Regions from separate parts of the Sus scrofa genome. Here regions 2 and 3 are each linked to region 1. A link is a contact called in public HiChIP or PLAC-seq data. All regions are on one chromosome and are shown on one strand. The core of a region is the stretch at or near the end of the contact, and the rest is flanking DNA. Distances in the headings are between cores, read along the strand shown.

Region 1 (2,510 bases), core at 6-2,505:
GCTTGGATTGCTGCTATGATGGGGGTTTGATCCCTGGCCCAGGAACTTCTACATACTGTAGGTACAGCCAAAGAAAGAAGACCTAAAGTCAATAACTCCACTGTACACCCCAAGGAACTGGAAAAAGAAGAGCAAACTGAACCAAAAGCTGGCAGAAGAAAGGATATAATAAAGGTTGGAATAGATACAAATAAAATAGAGATAGAAAATGTGATATTGTGATTTTTTTTTTCTTCTCTTTTTAGAGCCACACTTGCAGCATATGGAGGTTCCCAGGCTAGGGGTCTAATCAGAGCTACAGCTGCCTGGACAGGACCTGAACCATGTCTGCGACCTACACCACAGCTCACGGCAACGCCAGATCCTTAACACACTGAGCAAGGCCAGGAATCAAACCTGCAACCTCATAATTACTAGTCAGTTTCATTTCTACTGTGCCACAATGGGAACTCCGATATAGTGATTTATATTAAGAAATAAATATTTGGGAAGTTTCTGTTGTGGCGCAGAGGAAACAAATCCGACTAGTATCAATGGGGATGCAGGTTCAATCCCTGGCCTCCCTCAGCAGGTAAAAGGATCCAGCATTGCCATGAACTGTGGTGTAGGTCACAGACCTGGCTCGCATCCCACATTGCTGTGGCTGTGGTGTAGGCCAGTGGCTACAGCTCTGATTCAACCCCCTAGCCTGGGAACCTCCATGTGCCACTGGTGTGGCTCTTAAAAGAAAAAAACCTAAATACACACATAAAGTGGGAGGAGAGGGCACAGTCTTGTAGGACTGATCCCTTAACCTAAAGGATCTGATACTATGTCCAGGCAGTCCCCTGGGGGGTGGGACAACAGTAATCCCATAAACTCTCACAGCCTCTGGGATGGGATGGCTCTGCCCTCTAGGGTGTCTAAGTCTCTGTGTGAATAAGAGGCCAGGCGAGTCCTCAGGATAAGGGAGTTCTCACCAGCTCTCTGCGGCAGGAAACCCATTCAGGCAGGGGGTTAGGGGCCTGAGGTTTGGGACATCTAGGGAGCTATAGGAGGTACATGGAACCCTACCATGTACCCTTCCTCAAGAGAATTACCTGCTTCCCCAAAGGGTGTAAATGTCCAGGATCTCTGTCCCACTTTGCCAGTGCCTGAGGGCTGCCGGAACTCATCTTTACCAGGCTAGGCTGGGGGCAGGGCCAGGAGCTTGCTCTGTCTAGTTTCACTTTCACTTCTGCTTTCCCCAAAATGACAGAGAAGCCAGGAAGAAAGTTGTGACCTGTTGCGCCAGTCACAGCTGTGCACCGCCTCCCATAGCACTGCTTCCCGTGGCACTGCCTCCCACACAGACCCTATCTACAAGCACTGCAGCCTGTTTCCCAGCCTCAGGATGGATGTCCAGGAAACCTCCAAGTTGCTGGATGAAGAGCTGTACTCTCGGCAGCTGTGAGGCCCGAGGTGGGGAGGAGGGCAGGGTGGCCTTCTGCCTTCTGCTCTCCAACTGCCTATGTTCTTACTTCCACCCACAGGTATGTGTTGGGTTTGCCAGCCATGGAGAGGATTCAGGGAGCCAAGGTGCTGCTGTCAGGCCTTCAGGGCCTGGGGGCTGAGATAGCCAAAAACTTGGTCCTGATGGGAATAGGCAGCCTCACTCTTCATGATCCCCACCCTACCTGCTGGTCTGACCTGGCTGCCCAGGTGAGGGTCCTGGGGGCTCTGGGTTCCCACACCAGAGTGGGGGTAGGGCCCAAGAGAAAATTCCTTGTTTAAGCTGGACTGGGTCTGTCTTTAGTTTTTCCTCTCAGAGCAGGACTTAGGAAGGAGCAGGGCTGAGGCATCTCAAGAACTTCTGGCTAAGCTCAATGGAGCTGTTCAGGTGTGCATCCACAAGGGTGACATCACCGAGGATCTGCTGCTGCACTTCCAGGTGCCCTCCCAGCCCTACTTGCCAGGCCAGGCCAGTCCCTCTTCCAGCCCGTAGCAGCAGGGTGGGCTCACAGTGGTTCTGGCCCTGCTGATAATGAGGTCCACCCAGGTGGTAGTGCTGACTGCCCTGAAGCTGGAGGAGCAGCTGAAGGTGGGCAGCTTCTGCCACAAGCATGGAATCTGCTTTCTGGTAGCTGATACCCGAGGCCTCGTTGGGTAAGACGGCTTGCTTAGCCTGCCATATCTTAGGTTGCAACTGGTCCCATTGCTGTCCCCAGCTCCAGGCTTGCTCAGAATCCCACCACTCAATGCCATGCCTGTCCCAGCAACCCTTGTTGATTATGGACCCTAGTCCCATCCATGTGCTTCCTCTACCTCAGCCTCCAGACTTGCTCCAGTAAATCCTTCAAACCAGCTTCCATGCCCCTCCCAGCATTCTTCCCCTATTCCTCTGGGCTTGCCCTGATATCCCTCACCTTTCACCACAACTGTGCCACTCAACTACTCAGCCATCTCAATGACCTCTGCCTCCCCCCCACTCCCCAACAGGCAGCTGTTCTGCGACTTTGGTGAGAACTTCACTGTGCAGGAGCCAACAGAGG
Region 2 (2,510 bases), core at 5-2,504, 120 kb after region 1:
CCTTGGGAAAGTGACTCTCGCCCTGATGCCCACCACTGGCCCTCTCACACCAAAGCAGGTGCAGGACAGATTAGACGTGGTCACTGATCTGATGAGCAAACCTTCCAGACATCCACTCGGGGTGTCAGGTGCTGAGGATACAGGTGAGAGGTGGACCTTGGCTTGGCTCGGGGGTCCCTGCCACGTAGACCCTGGTCAGCCCCGCCGGGGGATCAGGGCTCAGAACCAAACCGACCCCACCTAGGAGCCCAAGGACGCGAGGGTAGCGCTTCTCTTCCCGAAGTCGTCTCCGCCCGGCCTCAAGCTCCAGAGGCTCTTCCAGGCCAGCTCCAGCCTAGAGTCCTGCACCACGGGCTGCAACCCCCTGCACGGGAAGCACCCTCATGCTAGACTGGCCGGGCCGCAACGGAAGCTGCGGGGACCCGCCCCTCTTGGGCCCCCGTCGCCCCTCACTCACCCCCAGCCTCGGCCGTGGCGTCCCGGCTCACAACATCCGCCCAGCCTCTCGCCTACGGCGCCCGTTCAGGGCCAAACCGCGATTCTGCCGCGCAAGCGCATCGGCCCGCGCCCGGCCTCCGCCAGAGGGCGCCACCTGCAGCCTCCAGCTGGAATGTCCCGGCCCCTGCCTTTTGCCCAACCGCCTCACTGCCCAAATGCCTCCGACCCTCGTCTACTTAGGAGGCGCTCCTAGCCCAGTCTTGTCGCCACGCTGAGTCCTAGGAGACCTTGGCCTCCTACCTCAACTCCTACCGGTATTTGGAGGCCCAGCCCAGAGGTCCCCTCGGACGTCTGAAAGGCTGCTCCTCCCAGGGTCCCTGGTACCTGTCAGCCTCACTTCCATTCAGGCCAGACAAATGACCTCGCTCATCTTCCCTGGGATAGCATCTCTGGCAGAGCAAGGGGAGCTCGGTGGGCTCTGCTGCCAGGGGTGTGGGTCGACCTGCCTCCAGCTGGGGCTAAGTCAGCAAAAGGGGTAAGCTGCTTAGGGGGTTGGGTAGGGAACTTGACTTTACAGGAGAAAAGTTGAGGCTCAGAAAAGTTAAATATCACCACTTATGCTGGGGGCTGGGGGCTGAGGGCTGGAACCCGGCTCTGGCAGCAACCCCATACACACTGCTCTTCCTTTCAGAGCAGCCTAGGCTGTAGGGATGCCCCTGCCCTTCCCCAGCCCCAGCACCTCAGGTGTCCCCATTAAACCTTTCCAACACTGTCCACTACATAGGGAGGCCTCTTGGGAGCTAGCTGTGCCAGAGCGAAGACACTTGTACCTCACCTAGGGGGCCTGAGGTCTGGCACCACCCCTATTCCTGCCACTGGGTTTCAGGTCAGGCCCCAGCAGGCCTTGAGTGGGGGTGTGGAGCCAGAGCCACCCAATCCCGTAGGGACTAGTTTCACAACTTCCCGGATGGGGCTGTGGTGGGTCACAGTGCAGTCTCCAGCCAGGAGGATGGGGTGGCTCCCACTCCTGCTGCTTCTGACGCAGTGCTCAGGGGCCCCTGGTAAGTGCTCTTCCCCCTCACCCCCAGCCCTGATCCCCGCCTGCATTCAGAAAGGGGTTGGCCCTAGGCCCATCCCGCTATTCCAGCCAGAAACTTACTTTCCTACTGGGCATGGAGCAGTGAGCAACCTTAGCTTCTTGAGCAGAGCTGGGCAGCCCCAGGAACACATAAACACACTGCCTATTCTGGCCTACACTAAAACATCTGCTGCAGGAGTTCCCATTGTGGCTCAGTGGAAAGGCATCCGACTGGGGACCATGAGGTTGTGGGTTCGATCCCTAGCCCCATTCAGTGGATTAAGGATCTGGCATTGCCGTGAGCTGTGGTATAGGCTGCAGATGCGGCTTGGATCTGGCATTGCTGTGGCTCTGGTGTAGGCCAGCGGCTACAGCTCCGATTAGACCCCTAGCCTGGGAACTTCCATATGCTGCAGGTGTGTCCCTAAAAAAAAAGTCTGCTGCAGCATTGAGGCAGTGTTAGGACCACACACGCAGGCAGTAATCTCTCATAAGACTGATCTAACCCTCTAGCAGATGCCCTTACCCTGATGAGAGCCTATACTTGGAGTCAGAATACTTGGGTTTGGCTTCCGCCTATTTAGTATGATAACTCCAACCGTTACCATTCTTATCTGAGAAATGAGAGGAGCCAAGCCCCATAGGGCAAGCACCATCACCTGCTACTCTCGTAGAGTATATGTTTTACATCTGAGCCTAGTGCCTTGCCCATTAAACAAGCGTACTAGTGATAACTACCATGTGTGGGCCTGCTTCTCCCACCCCATACAGGGGTTTGACCCTTGAATGGACCCACAGGATCCATGAGAGAGGCCATGCAGTTTGATTTCCTGAATGAATAAAGTGTGGATGTGCTGATATTCACATGATGCTACAAATATCCACCCTGCAGGGCAGCGCTCGCCCTTAAATGACTTCCAGGTGCTCCCGGGTACTGAGCTGCAACACCTGCTACATGCAGTGGGGCCTGGGTCTTGGCAAGAGGATGTGGCAG
Region 3 (2,510 bases), core at 6-2,505, 72 kb after region 1:
TAAGTAATCTGTATGATTTATGCAGAATTTGGAATTTTCCCACTTACATCCTTTTTCTGGTCCAGGATTTCACTTTGCATTTAGTCTTCCTTGGTCTTCTCTAGTCTGGGACAATTTCTCAGTCTTTGTCTTTCATAACCTTGACACTTTTGAAGAGTACTAGTAGTTATTTTGTAGAATGTTCCTACATTTGGATTTGTCTTATATTTCCTGATGATTAGATTGAGGTTATATATTTTGGTCAATAGAAATGATCCTTTGTCCTCTTCAGTTCATCATGCTAGGAGGTATAGATCTTGTTACTGGTGATTTAACTTTGATCACTTAGTTAAGGTGGTATCTGCCAGACTTCTCCACTGTAAAGTTTTCCCATTGTAATTAATGAGTGTCATATTGGGAGATACTTTGAGATTCTCTAAATATCTACTTCTTCTTATACTTCAGCTCAGTAGTTTTCAAATCCATCCATTGTTCTTGCCTGCAACAATTATTACTGTGTTGCATGCCTGATAGTGACGTCTCTTTTCATCATCTTTCGGTTTTTTTCCCTTTTTCTGCTGTACCCATCGCATGTGGAAGTTCTGAGCCGCATCAGCAACCTATGCCACAGCTGCAGCAATGCCAGCAACCCATCGTACTGGGCTGGGAATCAAACCACAGAGACAAGCCAGATCATTAACCCACTGTGCCACAGCAGCAACTCCCCTACTTCTTCTTCTTCTTTTTTTTTTTTTTTTTTTTTTTTTTTTTGTCTCTGTAGGGCCACACTGGCAGCATGTGGATGTTTCCAGGATAGGAGTTAAATTGGAGGTGCAGCTGCTGGCCTATGCTACAGCCACAGCAATGCCAGATTCTAGCCATGTCTACAACCTACACCCCGGCTCACAGCAACACTGGATCCTTAACCCACTGACTGAGGCCAGGGATCAAACTCATCCTCATGGATGCTAGTCGGATTCATCACTGCTGAGCTGTGATGGGAATTCCCCACTTCTGTACTTATTAATTAAAATAAATTGGATTTTCCCTGTGGCTTACATCATAACTACTCGATATTGTCTCTGCAGTGGCTCTGGTTCAGTCCCTGGCCTGGAAAATTCCTTGTGTTGCATTTGTAGCAACATTTGTTTTGTATTTTTTTGTCTTTTTAGGGCCACACCTAAAAAGTGGTGGCATATGAAGGTTCTCAGGCTAGGGGTTCAGTTGGACCTACAGCTCCTGGCCTGCGTCACAGCCTCGTGGTGCCTATTTGGATTCGTTTCCATTGCACCACAATGGGAACTCCCTTGTGGCAACATTTAAACAAAAACCAAGGAGTTCCCATTGTGGTTCAGTGGTTAGCAAACCCAACTAGCATCCATGAGCTCTCAGGTTCAATCCCTGGCCACACTTATTGGGTTAAGGGTTTGGCATTACCGTGAGCTATGGTGTAGGTTGCAGACGTGGCTTGGATCCGACATTGCTGTTGCTGTGGTGTAGGCTGGCAGCTGCAGCTCCGATTGGGCCCCTAGCCTGGGAACCTCCATATGCTGGGGCTGTGGCCCTAAAAAAGACAAAAAGACCAAAAAAAAAAAAAAAAACCAACCCCCCCAAATAAAATAAATTACAGTTCTTTAAGGAGTTGTTGTCTCTTGGCACACATTTATCAGTCAGTTGGGACTTGACGGATATTTTGTTCCTCAGATTATTCTAGATTTGGCCACTGAGACTTCTTAACATTGGCTCTTGTGTACTTTTTTTTTTTTTTTTTTAATTGTTTTTTAGGGTCACACCTGTGGCACATGGAAGTTCCCAGGCTAGGGGTCCAATCGGAGCTACAGCTGCCGGCCTGCACCACAGCTGTAGCAACATGGGATCCAAGCTGGGTCTGCAACCTACACTGCAGCTCATGGCAACACTGGGTCCTTAACCCACTGAGTGAGGCCAGGGATCAAACCCGCAACCTCATAGAGACAACGTCTGGTCCTTAACCCGCTGAGTCACACAGTAGCAAACTCCCACATAATTCTTTATTGTCAGAAGCACAGGTGTTTTTAAAACTCAGCTAAGGGAGCGCCCATTGTGGCTCAGCAGGTTAAGAACCCAACTAATATCCATGAGGATGCAGGTTTGATCCCTGGCCTCGCTCAGTGGGTTAAGGACCCAGTGTTGCCACAAGATGTGGTGTAAGTTGCAGATGTGGCTCAGATCCTGCATTGCTGTGGCTGTGGCATAGGCTGGCATCTGCAGCTCTGATTTGACCCCTAGCACGGGAACGTCCATATGCTGCAGGAGAGGCCCTAAAAAAAAAGAAAAAAAAACTCGGCTGAATAAAAATGCCAATAATATTCTCTGTCTTGGCAATAGGTTTGAAGAGGGATTTCCCTTTATTTAGTATGACTAGCTGTAGTCACGAGGTGTTACTGCTCTTATACTAAATGTGAGATTCTAGGCTTCTGTATCCTTATTCAAAACTTATTGTGCATCTACTAGATCCCAGGCACGGTGCTCATTAGTGTAAAAGCAAAAAA

The links. HiChIP or PLAC-seq counts read pairs in DNA pulled down with a chosen protein or histone mark.
Region 2: an H3K27ac HiChIP or PLAC-seq map of alveolar macrophages shows a contact between it and region 1, with 3 times the contacts expected there. The contact joins the promoter of MST1 here to the promoter of UBA7 in region 1. A contact is called at or near these places in 2 of 5 promoter capture datasets (fetal liver and fetal skeletal muscle), 6 of 47 Hi-C or Micro-C datasets (mesenteric adipose tissue, omental adipose tissue, retroperitoneal adipose tissue and 2 more) and 2 of 2 datasets of contacts at active chromatin or transcription factors (alveolar macrophages and skeletal muscle).
Region 3: a contact with region 1 is called in an H3K27ac HiChIP or PLAC-seq map of alveolar macrophages. The contact joins the enhancer-like site here to the promoter of UBA7 in region 1. A contact is called at or near these places in 1 of 47 Hi-C or Micro-C datasets (blood) and 1 of 2 datasets of contacts at active chromatin or transcription factors (alveolar macrophages).

The regions. Positions count from the first base shown.
Region 1 is chr13:32,340,008-32,342,517 of Sscrofa11.1, reverse strand. UBA7 (ubiquitin-like modifier-activating enzyme 7) reads left to right here and starts at 1,255. Exons shown (of 25, transcript XR_306784.3): 1 at 1,255-1,428; 2 at 1,512-1,680; 3 at 1,775-1,909; 4 at 2,018-2,124; 5 at 2,458-2,510. TRAIP (E3 ubiquitin-protein ligase TRAIP) reads left to right here. Exons shown (of 31, transcript XR_002337524.1): 17 at 1,238-1,428; 18 at 1,512-2,510. It overlaps LOC106505605 (a long non-coding RNA gene), which reads right to left and starts at 1,214. Exons shown (of 5, transcript XR_001300181.2): 1 at 1,080-1,214.
Region 2 is chr13:32,218,789-32,221,298 of Sscrofa11.1, reverse strand. MST1 (hepatocyte growth factor-like protein) reads left to right here and starts at 1,254. Exons shown (of 16, transcript XM_021068776.1): 1 at 1,254-1,499; 2 at 2,409-2,510. The coding sequence starts at 1,406. All of the region lies in intron 1 of RNF123 (E3 ubiquitin-protein ligase RNF123), which reads right to left.
Region 3 is chr13:32,268,471-32,270,980 of Sscrofa11.1, reverse strand. The region is part of intron 1 of IP6K1 (inositol hexakisphosphate kinase 1); the gene reads left to right. Among named protein-coding and RNA genes, the nearest start is that of GMPPB, 17 kb to the right of the region's middle. Within about 2 kb of position 1,255, at least 1 of the 83 cell types and tissues checked has an H3K27ac peak or open chromatin away from gene starts, as enhancers often do. A contact at or near this core is called in alveolar macrophages, where this site is marked.